3 separate regions of the Danio rerio genome follow, and all the other regions are linked to region 3. A link is a contact called in public Hi-C data. All regions are on one chromosome and are shown on one strand. The core of a region is the stretch at or near the end of the contact, and the rest is flanking DNA. Distances in the headings are between cores, read along the strand shown. Region 1 holds the start of ndufb11 (NADH:ubiquinone oxidoreductase subunit B11). Region 2 holds the start of sin3b (SIN3 transcription regulator family member B). Region 3 holds the start of acbd6 (acyl-CoA binding domain containing 6).

What was found. Hi-C and Micro-C count contacts between places; a contact is called where the count stands out from the background.
Region 1: a Hi-C map of an unstated tissue shows a contact between it and region 3, with 4 times the contacts expected there. The contact joins the promoter of ndufb11 here to the promoter of acbd6 in region 3. A contact is called at or near these places in 1 of 18 Hi-C or Micro-C datasets (an unstated tissue) and 1 of 4 datasets of contacts at active chromatin or transcription factors (embryo).
Region 2: a contact with region 3 is called in a Hi-C map of hematopoietic stem cells, with 3 times the contacts expected there. The contact joins the promoter of sin3b here to the promoter of acbd6 in region 3. A contact is called at or near these places in 7 of 18 Hi-C or Micro-C datasets (caudal fin, embryo, hematopoietic stem cells and 1 more) and 2 of 4 datasets of contacts at active chromatin or transcription factors (caudal fin and embryo).

What each region holds. Positions count from the first base shown.
Region 1 is chr8:15,944,539-15,948,330 of GRCz12tu, reverse strand. It overlaps ndufb11 (NADH:ubiquinone oxidoreductase subunit B11), which reads left to right and starts at 1,695. Exons shown (of 3, transcript NM_001044981.1): 1 at 1,695-1,968; 2 at 2,853-2,986. The coding sequence starts at 1,777. It overlaps def6a (DEF6 guanine nucleotide exchange factor a), which reads left to right. Exons shown (of 11, transcript NM_201040.1): 11 at 366-823. The coding sequence ends at 547.
Region 2 is chr8:15,999,399-16,003,072 of GRCz12tu, reverse strand. sin3b (SIN3 transcription regulator family member B) reads left to right here and starts at 1,473. Exons shown (of 19, transcript NM_001044945.1): 1 at 1,473-1,896. The coding sequence starts at 1,786.
Region 3 is chr8:16,141,851-16,145,381 of GRCz12tu, reverse strand. acbd6 (acyl-CoA binding domain containing 6) reads right to left here and starts at 1,312. Exons shown (of 8, transcript NM_001025455.1): 1 at 921-1,312. The coding sequence starts at 1,196.

The DNA.
Region 1 (3,792 bases), core at 446-2,945, 200 kb after region 3:
GGCACCCGCTGCGTAAAACATATGCTGGAAAAGTTGGCGGTTCATTCCGCTGTGGCGACCACTGATTAATAAAGGGACTAAGCCGAAAGAAAATGAATGAATGAGAAAATTCAAATGTGGCTTTTCTTAATTTGGTATTTCAGCAAGTAGTAGCAGTAATGCAAAACATAGTGTGGGATGCAATCTAGGTCTGCATCACTCATTCTCACTGTGGTTTCAGAAAACAAATGCACATAACCTCATTCCCTTAAAACAGCCCTGTCAAATACATCTGTTGTTTTAGCAGTGTGATGCTACCGTTAAGCATTTCACTCTAACCTCTAACTTCCCTTTATTTTTTTCACCTCCTGTTTGCTTTCATCTAGAAAAGCGTTCCTCGGGTGGATCTTTCTCCAGCTTTCGCATCCCTTCACAGAAAGATCCAGCATTGCGTCAGAAGCAGAAATCAGAGGAGCAGGACGAGGAAAGCAAAGAAAACATGGAAAGTAGAGGAGGGTGTGAAGCAGACAGGCGCTTGTCTACAAACGGACAAATGGAAATACCTTAACCTCAGAAGGAAAAAAAATCTCGCATTCTCACTGCTAAGACTGATTTGAATGAAAGGAAGTTGTTTTTAAAAGGCGCCAAGACCTCAGTCGTGATGCTTTTTATTACTGTCATTGTTTGTTAATATTCCGTTTTTATACACTTCATTAAGTGAAACGTGTTGTACTGTAGTTGTTACATAATTATCTGATTGACTCATGAGTTTCTTGTGTAGAGTAAGATGTACGCTGAATAAATTTTGAAGTATTTTCAGTATGTGTGCATTGCAGCAAAAAAAGGAACTGGTGGTCTAATCTGTAGCATCAGAATACTTGTTTTTGAATGTGAGATTTGCAAAGGCTCATGCGTGTAAACTGGATTTCTTGCGAGGGAGGAACATGTTGAAGAGCTGAAGCGTCTGTGGTTTTGAGAACTTCCTGCTTCTGCAGTCAGATAACAAAACCTATGAAGACAACTGTGTGGCACTCATGTACCTTAAAGTAGCGTAACTTAAAATTTAGCAATCCAATACTAATAGTAAACTAAAATGAAGACCAAAGCATAACACTTTTACAGACATTTCGTATACAAAAAGTCATACATTTTAAGACAATAACTTGCATTGTGCTAGGTCTAGGTGTATTTAATGATATATATATAAGTCAAATTTGGTATTAAAATAGTAATACTGTGTTCCCAACACATGGGTTTATTATTAGAATGAAACACAACAACAGAAGTTTTATAATCAGTAGAGATCTTGCAAGAAACAAAACTAAACTTTTCCAAAATTAGTTCACTGCCAAACCTATTGATCAGGGGTGTCCAAACTCAGTCCTGGAGAGCTAGTGTCCTGACGAGTTTTGCTTCATCCCTTATCAAACACACCTGAGCCAGCTAACTAAGCTCTTACTAGATATATACTACTAGAAACTTCCAGGCAGCTGTGTTGAAGCAGGACACCGGCCCTCCAGCACCGAGTTTGGACACCCCTGCTATAGATATTATTTTTCAAACATGATTTAACAGATCCGGTTTAGAGTTTGTGAACAAACACACGAATAAAAGTCGTGATTCGTGAAACAGAGACATCTGCTGTTCAGCAATAACCCCCATGTTATGGCGCATCCGGTAAACTAGATGGCGGTAAGGCACGGTGAAAACCTTTCCGTCTTCATTTTTAACCCGGAAAAAAATAACTCGAAGCGGTAGCTGTCTCGAAACCACTTCGAGTACAGAAAAGTCGGGAGAATGCTCTCACGTCTGAGCCGAATCTACCCTGCTTTGTCCCGGGTTCGTCTGAGCTCGGCGCTCGGGAGCCGCTTTGTATCTCAGACGCCGCAGTCTAGCGCGTCCGGAGCTTCGGTGCCTGCTGATCTGCGGCCCTTTGCTCCGCCGCTTCAGGACAGTCATGGACACGCAGAGGTCAGCCCGTTTGACAAGGTAAGAGGACCACAAACATGTGTACGATGCTTGGGGCACATTTAAATGTGGCTCAGTTGACAAGAGGTGCGTGAGTATTGTTTAACAAATGTGTCTGTTTGATAAATTCTTTCTTAATTCTCTAAATGACCTGCACTGATGTATATTTACATTGTGAACACTACTGTTTATATTGTGCATACATAGCATCTCTTGGTGTATGCATTATATTGCATGTTAAAAAGAGAATGCGGTTAAGTTGGTTTTATATTCGCACATTTGGACTTTCTCCTTAAAATAATTTCAGAAAAGTGTGTTGCTTGCACATTTTAAATAGTCAAACCCTATTAGCAGTCAATGACTATTTTACTTCACTCGTTTATTTCTATAGCACTTTTACAATGTAGATTGTGTCAAAGCAGCTTAACTTAGAAGTTCTAGTTTTCAGAGATGCAGTTCAGTTTAGTTTAGTGTGGTTAAATTTCACTATCAAAGTTCAACATTGTTTCCAGCCAATTAAATAGAGCTAATGTTGTTTTTAAGTCATATTTACATAAGATTTCAGGCCGAAGTAGCATAATAAACAATATATAGACTGTCTCACAAGTTTCAAATTCATTCAAAAATGAACGAATGTGCGAATATAAAGTCAACTTTAGCTTAATTAAAAATTGGATGTAAATTATTTCTGCCAAAGTTTTCACTGGATTTTATTGTGCATTCATCGCTATTCTTGTGAAATGGTTCTATTCTAGTCCGTTTGGTTGTTGCAGCAGTCATGCAATGTGATCAGCAATATTAAAATGATAAATATATGTTTGGAGAAATGTTTTTCAGTGTTACTTTGCTTCATAATCCTATAAATGCTGGTTTATCAATAGAACATGTTTATCTTTGCTTTTCAGAATCCAGATTTTCACGGCTTCCATCATGACGAACCAATTGTGGATGAATGGAACATGAAATTGGCATTTTTCTTTTCCATTTCTTTGGTCATTGTTGTTGGAAGCACTTTCATTCACTATTTACCAGATCACGGGTAAGTGTGCATTTATGAGCCCACTGTTATTTGCACTGAACGCTTTGGCATGTATTTGTGGGTGTACTTGAGCCTTTATGCGCACCAAACAAGCAGACTGAGTCCTAGTTTGTCTGCCGTTCACTCTTATTTGTAGATTCAGGTATGGTTCCGGTAAAACATGAACACAATACAAACAAAAGCTATGTACAGAATATGATGTTACAAGTTGTTATTAAATGTTTATTTGCAAATTAAAGCCTCGTATGAGATGTCAAAATCTAATTTATTAAACAGCATGTGTGAAATACAAAGGAGAGGTTTTCTTCTCTATTTGAAAACATAACATTGGATCAAGAAAATTGTAATAATAGTAAAAAACTAAAATAATATAATATAGATCTAGGGAATCTATTAAAATATACAAATAATGTAAACAGAACTTTCAGGGTGGAAAGATAGAGAGAGATTTAAATAACTTTTATTACTATTGGACATTTGTTTGGAATCGATTGCACTCATTTCATCATCATCATCATCATCATCATCATCATCATCATAATCATATAAACACATCAGTTTTTTTTCCAGGGGGGCTTTTTTATGCTTTGCAGATGCAACAGATATATTGAGAGCAGGGCACACATTCTTATTCGCTTCGAGTTGATCACACCCCATATTAATTTTTACTAATATTGTTGTCTAATCCAATATTCATGTGGCAATAAATATTGCTGCATGTGGCAATAAATATTGCTGCATGTGGCGCAGCCCTAAGGTATAGTATAACCATAAAATAGATGGAAACACTTTAGCGTACCAGTTTT
Region 2 (3,674 bases), core at 224-2,723, 140 kb after region 3:
ACACCACAGCCTACCTGAGTATTGTTGCTGACAATGTCCATCCCTTTATGAGCACAGTGTCCCCATCTTCTGATGGCTTCTTCCAGCAGGATAACGCGCCATGCCATAAAGCGCGAATCTTCTCAGACTGGTCTCTAAAACATGACAATGAGTTCACTGTACTCAAATGGCCTCCACAGTGACCAGATCTCAATCCAATAGAGCACCTTTGAGATGTGGTGGAACGAGAGATTCCCATCATGGATGTACAGTCGCCAAATCTGCAGTAACTGTGTGATGCTAACAGGTGAATATGGAACAAAATCTGAGAAATAATTCTATGCCACAAAAGATTAGCGCTGTTGTGAAGGCAAAAGAGGGTTCATCTGGTATTAGTAAGGTGTACCTAATAAAGTGTCAGGTGAGTGTACATGCTGAAAATTTTAATATGTGACATTTTTATCTGACTTCAAAATATTTCACTAAAATTTTGACATTTCCACAGTGCAGCTGCAGGTAAATTCTCAATTAGACGATAGTGAATTTTAACCAGCTGCGATAAACTACTATACTGAAAAACAAACCAGATATAGATAAAAGCTGCATTTTCCACAGTTGGGTTAATTATAGTTCATCCAATAATTAAAAAATACTTTGATTTACTCATCCTCAGTTCATTGAAGATGTTGGTGACTTTTTTTATCAGAAGAACATTAAATAAGATTCTGAAATTGTAGTACTTGATGATTAACCACAAGCAATAATGATTTATGAGTCAATACAAACTAACTGAATACCTGTGGCACCAGACAATATATTGAGGTCTTATGAAGCTTAATGTTCAGTCTGTGACTTTTATTTACAACAATATTGCCAACATTATTTATTAATGTTTAAAGATGTGTGTTGTTGTTCATCAAAATGGTACTATTTTATTGAGCAACAATATAAAAGGTTGTAAGACCCACCTCAGCACATCAACATGTACAGATGAGATTACTGTGCAAATGCATTTAAGCCACATCTGAGCAGCATTTAACTGTGTACAGTCGCCTGAATGACATTTCTGAAATAAGAATACTGTTTATTTTAGCATTAATATACACATTTTTCATATATAGTTGATTTTATTCTCATTTTTAGCTAGTAATTGTATTTTTTAGCATTGTACACTTGATATTTTAGCATTTAATTAATAAGACTACATAATATTTTATCGCGCTTACAAATCAAAACAAAGAGTGAGTCAGAAAAGATTTGAAATGGACGCACATCAACTTTTCGCAGCGCTGCCGTGATGAACAAAAACGTGTGTAGAATCTCATTCATGCCTGCGGCCGCCGAGATTCCGTCCGCTCCGCCCTCTTTCGGTTTGTGCGCGTGCGCCTTCCAACTCTTCACAACTCGCTCCGTTTCCGGGCGCTAGGATCGAGCGCACAGCTGCCGCCGAATTTAAAGAGACATACACCATTTGTTTAAATAATACGACCATTGGAGAGAAAAAATACATACATTGTTTCTCGTTCTCTCCGTTGGTACCGATGGGGTCTCAGGAGTGATCCGCACGCTTGATGGTGTAGTTTTAGCAGGGATTGCGAGCTCCGAACACACTTGCGGGCTCGATCTGGAAGTCCATACTGGAGTAACTGGGTGGCCGTCCGTAAAGTAGACTGGACTTGTTGGGGGAAGAGAGCTGGGTGGCCCCCCGAAACGAACTGATTTTTGCACGCCAGAACAAGCCGCAAATACGGAGGGACGGTAAAACATCGCGGCTTCGGTGGCTGTTGGTGGGGAAGGAAACGCACCATGGCGAAGATTCAGGCTCACAGCAGCACTGCGAAGCAAATCAACCAGATCCAAGACAAGGCCTATGTGGTTCAGAAGCAAGTCCAGCAGCAGCACTTTCAGAAACTAAAGGTAAGAAAGCAATGTCACAAGTGCATGTGTTTCCTTCTCTCGCAAAACGCATTGTGTATTAGGAAGTGCTGTGCTGTTCATATGCATATGGGGCATATCAAAGCATTCACACTCAGTGTGTGTGTGTGTGTGTGTGTGTGTCTGTGTGTGTGTAATGGATTTGAAAATCTTACGCACTCATTTAGATCATTCCGAAGCTAGAAAAGTCGATGTATTGTCGCCAAAGGCACCGATTCCTGTTCAAAACAGCGCTAGTTCATCAGTCAAACATAATGGAAGTGCTTGTGCTGTATTAAAGTCTGATGTTTTCCCTCTGCGCGGTCCTGTTTTCACCGCCGCTCTTTGTTAAACGCAAAACCCGCGGATATTTATTGAGCGTCCGCCAGAAATCACTCTTTACATTCCGTTTGTTTGACATTACACCGGTTTGTTTGAATTTAATTGACGTAGACGAGAGACAGAAAGGGGGGTTTTGCTCGGCTAACAGCTGCTTTTGTCATGAATATTTCGCTTTTCGCTTTAACATGGTATTTTAAAGACATCAAAAGTGTTTCTCTCAAACCATTATCTGTTATAAAGCAGCTCGAATCGCGTTTTGTTTGTTTTTGTTGTGAAATCGTAGTGGGGTTGTTGTGACTAGCACTATTGCTAACGCAGCAAAGCTAAAAGAGTCAGTGAGCCTTTATTTTCCTCACTGAATATTAATAAAAACCACAAAGAGAATATAAACCGTCTGTTTTTCTCTTAGACCGCATGCTTTTGGGTCAGTTTTTTTGCATTGCAGTGGTTGCATCGGGCATTGTAACTGTTCTTTTCATCTCCAGGCTTTATTTAGGCGTTTTTTCTCTCTCTCGTTGGGGTTTTTGTTCTTGAGAACAGAAGAAAAATCGACATCTTCCGTTTTGTATGCGTGCATCGGTTTAAACATTACACTTGACGGTGCTTTGCAGTTTCTCTTCCATGATTAAAATGTTGGCATTGTATTACTTGAATAGCGAGAGCAAATGCAAAGTCATTCAATATGATGGGGGTTCACATACACAAGAAATGAACTCGATGCCCCACATCTCTTTCACGAGCCCAAAAAAAGAGAAAAGGTACCATAACCTCATTATTGTGTTTCGGACATTACCATGGTAATATTCCTCAAAGCAAAACTTCCCTTGACAGTACAGTGGTGTAGTTGTATTAGCAGGTAATGCAGTGGTGGTAAAATTCACGTCCTTTTGTCTTTATGCTTAGAATACTTTCTTGAACATTACAGTGTCAAATTAATATAGTACTATACATACTTCTAATATAGTAATAGTAATGTATATACTTATATAAAGCTTTTTAAAGAGCTGGACCACTACAATACCATATTTTAAACTTTAGTTGACGTGTAATGTAGCTGTGTGAACATAAACAACATCTCTGAATGTACTATGCTCAAAGTTCAATGCAAAGGGAGACATTGGCTTTTACAGAGATAGCTTGGCGAAGCCTACAGCGAATGAAGTTTGGCGACTTTAAAAATACATCTGGGTTAGTGATGTCATAAACCCTTCAGGTTACACACATACACCTTGCAGCGTAGGGGTGTGGCCAGAGGCTCTGTAATGTTATTGACCTTATTTTAAAATGCGGATGTGCGCCTGTTTTCACGATTGTTTTACAACTTCCAATTCAGTCGCCCATGGGAGAAATGACTAGGAATAATAAACAGCAGAAAACGGTCAAACTACTTGCTCTACAAATGTTTGCATGACTACATAGACCAAGTAGAATAATATAAT
Region 3 (3,531 bases), core at 63-2,562:
GAAATCATATTAGCAGCAAATGACTGTCAAAGCACAGCATTGTTCACAGTCAATTAAATAGTGCTAATGTTGTTTTCAAGTCATACTTACATGCAATTTTAGACCGAATAGTCAATGTACTGTAGCATAATAAACAATATAGAGACAATCACAAATTTTCACTGTTCAAAAATGAACAAATAACCTATATAAAATGCTTTCTACTGTTATGCATGTTGTATGTATATACTTTTTTGTTTTCTTATTTATGTATTTTGGCTTGTCAACCACCTTTACATGCGCGCACATACACACATCTGCCATTTGACTGACATCAGTTATTTTTACAGTTTTGTTTTGTTTTGTTTTTTTAAACTCTGTTTTTTGTTTTTACCTCTCTATTTGTATGTGTTTCAATGTAATTTGTGTAATAATAATAATAATAATAATAATAAAATGAGAGTAAAAAAGAGAGTAAAAAAGAACAAATGATCGAACATAAGCGCTACTTTTACCATAATTTCAACAGGCACATTTATCTGTAAATTGAGGTAAAGTTGGTTTTATATTCAGACAATCGTTCAGTGACAACTTGTGACATGCTCCCTATATGGTTTACTACGCTACTTTCAAGTATGACTTCAAAACAATATCATTCTGAAAATATAATTTTGAGGGAAAAGTCAGAATGTGTGAATATAAAACCAACTTCACCTCAATCATCTGTCAGAACTACACAGAAGCACAATTTTAATCACAGCACAATTACTACTGTTTTTGTGGCTACTGGGAAAACTTTTAATTAGCTCCCATTGTCTACTGGTAAAATATTGACTAAACTAAATTAACGCTTTGTATTGTGTTTGCACGAGCTGTCATGTTAATAGAAAGTTATTTTACAGCTTGGTGAGCAATGACAATGAGGAGAGCTCTGTGTTTACCTGTTTGAACCTGGCGTACAGATACAGCAGCTGTTCTCTACTGGCTGTCTGCACGAGATCTCGGACCCGGTCTGCCGCAGACTCAAACTCATTCTCTAGATCTGCCCCTTCTAATCGAGCCGATGCATCGCCAGCACTGCAATCAAATTTCCCTAATCCGAAATCGGAATCAGAGTCAGAGCCTCCGCCGAGTGGCTCTCCGGTGTCAGGCCGGGCTGGATCAGTACCGGAGCCCGTCGCTGAGTCTGGGGAGGATGATGGAGATCGGGACGCCATTGAAGAGAATAAAGATACCCTTCAGGGTTTATTAACAGTATTTTTTGCTTTGGTTGTTATTAAATAGTAATAAAAACGGCACAGACAGTTGGCTGCTACAGTACGTTTTCCGTAATCCGATTCAGTCGGACTTGTTTTGAGAATTGGTCCGTGAATGGTACGTCACAATAAAAGGCGCGACTGCATCCTGCACCCGGTGAAAACGGTTCCAACTGTTAATAGGTAATAATATTTATACAGTCGCATGATGTTCAAATCCAATTAAATCAGATCGATTGTGCAATACCATATTATAGGAAGCGATTTAGAACTTTGACAGAATTTCAACTTAAACGTAAACAAATTATCATTAAATAAATATAAGTAAAACAAGTTCAAACATAACAAACAGGTTATGTTATTTGGGAAATTAAAAAGTATTCATAATATAGATTTACAAATATGATAATTCAAATGTTAATGAAGTTACATAAAGAGTATATGCAATTAGGTTTCTTGGTGCTGCATTGGATCATAATTTAGTTGGAAACCACAAATAAATAACGTGATATCAAAATTAGTAAAAACTGTAGCAATAGTGTATAAAGCATGATTTATCCTGGACAATAAATCAATGTATATATTATGTAATACACTTATGTTGCCATATATGAGGGGGTGGTATATGTTACAAAATGTAAATAAATGCAAAATATGTCAAAGATGCCAAAAGGATAAAATATGTCTCATGTAAAAAGAAGAGTAAAGGAAGAAATAAGTAATAGACGAATGATGTATGTGGTAATGGGGTGGGAAAATAAAACGCTTGTGCTTCATCCCACTCCATTTTCCACCATGTTAAAGTTTTTTATTTTTTTTTTGTTAAGGATAATTTGTGTATGATATTTCTGTTCGAAAATAAATAAATCAAAATCAAATCAAAGCAGCCACAGAATGTATTTGACATAAAAATGCAATAAACCAGGAGCACGTTACTATTTTTGTTCATTGTGATTTTGGCGCAGATTCTGAAATATAAATATTGTCCACAAGATGGCAAACTTATCACATTTTCCCAAACGTGTGTCCATTTATTCCGCTGTCCAAATCCTGTTCAACCAAAGAAAAACACGTCACAGACGCTCAGATTACTTCTCCCTGCATTTCTTAAAAATGTCTTGTTGCGGTAGTGCTGAAGGTTTTTATGTTGCCCAGAAGCTAAAAGTGCCCCCCTGGTGTGCTAAAATATAAGTACATAAGGCGGGAATGCAGGCCTCTTAGGGGTCATGAATCAGTTCTTTATGGCCTTGAGTCAGCATGTAATATATTTGAGTAAAATGTAAGTAAACAGATTCATAAACAAGAGTGAAGGGCTCAGGTGGACTGGTGGATGCTTTCGTTTTAAGTTTCTTGTACTCTTGTGCTTGTAAATCATAAGTGTTCTTTTCTTTTTGAAAGTAGTATGCACTTTTTGATGTTAAATATAGACTAAAATCTATTTTATAAAATGTCGATTTTGAAATAAATTACTGCCATCAACCGTGTCAGTAAGGAATTAATGTATTTATATAAATTACAGAAATTAGACATCTTATTATTTATGTCATAAGCTTGTGCAGTATTGTATCAATATAAACACACAATATATTCATATATTTTATTGCAAATAATATAATTAGTAATATGTTGATGTTTTCTTTCATTTGTTGTAGCTCATTTGAAAAGTGTGTAGTATGCCCTGACTAAATATTGAAAAAAGTAGGTCCACTTGTAAAACATCTATTTTCAACAAATGATCCAATACATGAATAATTAAGTTGGCAAAGAATGTGTTATATAAGTTACAGAGTTTAACAGTGAATGACGTATCTGTTGCACATAGTGCTTAGCATACATAAGTTCACCCCTCACAAATCTCTCTTTTAAATTTATATTTTTAATAGGAAGCTATACAATATTATAAATTGTGCATATACATTAGATAAGACAGTACTGAAGCGTAGTACTGAAAATAGCTTACAATAACAGTCCACAAAGTACAGCCAAATTTATGTTATATATAGAAAAATATTAAATATAAATAAAAATTAAAAAAAAGAAAAAATCAGGAGAAGCAAAACAATTGAAAAACTTAGTTAAAATTTTGTAGGTTGTAATATATAGATATATATTTTTTTGCAATTTCTTTTTTTGAATTTAATTGTATTATCTTTAAATTTTTTAATATGTTTGGTGACTAAAAATATTGCTATAAATATATCTGTTTAATAACAGGCAAATACTATAACTGGTCACAAACAACATTCACTGCAGATTCTGTTTGACTCCTTTATGGAAAAAACAGCAATTGTGATTT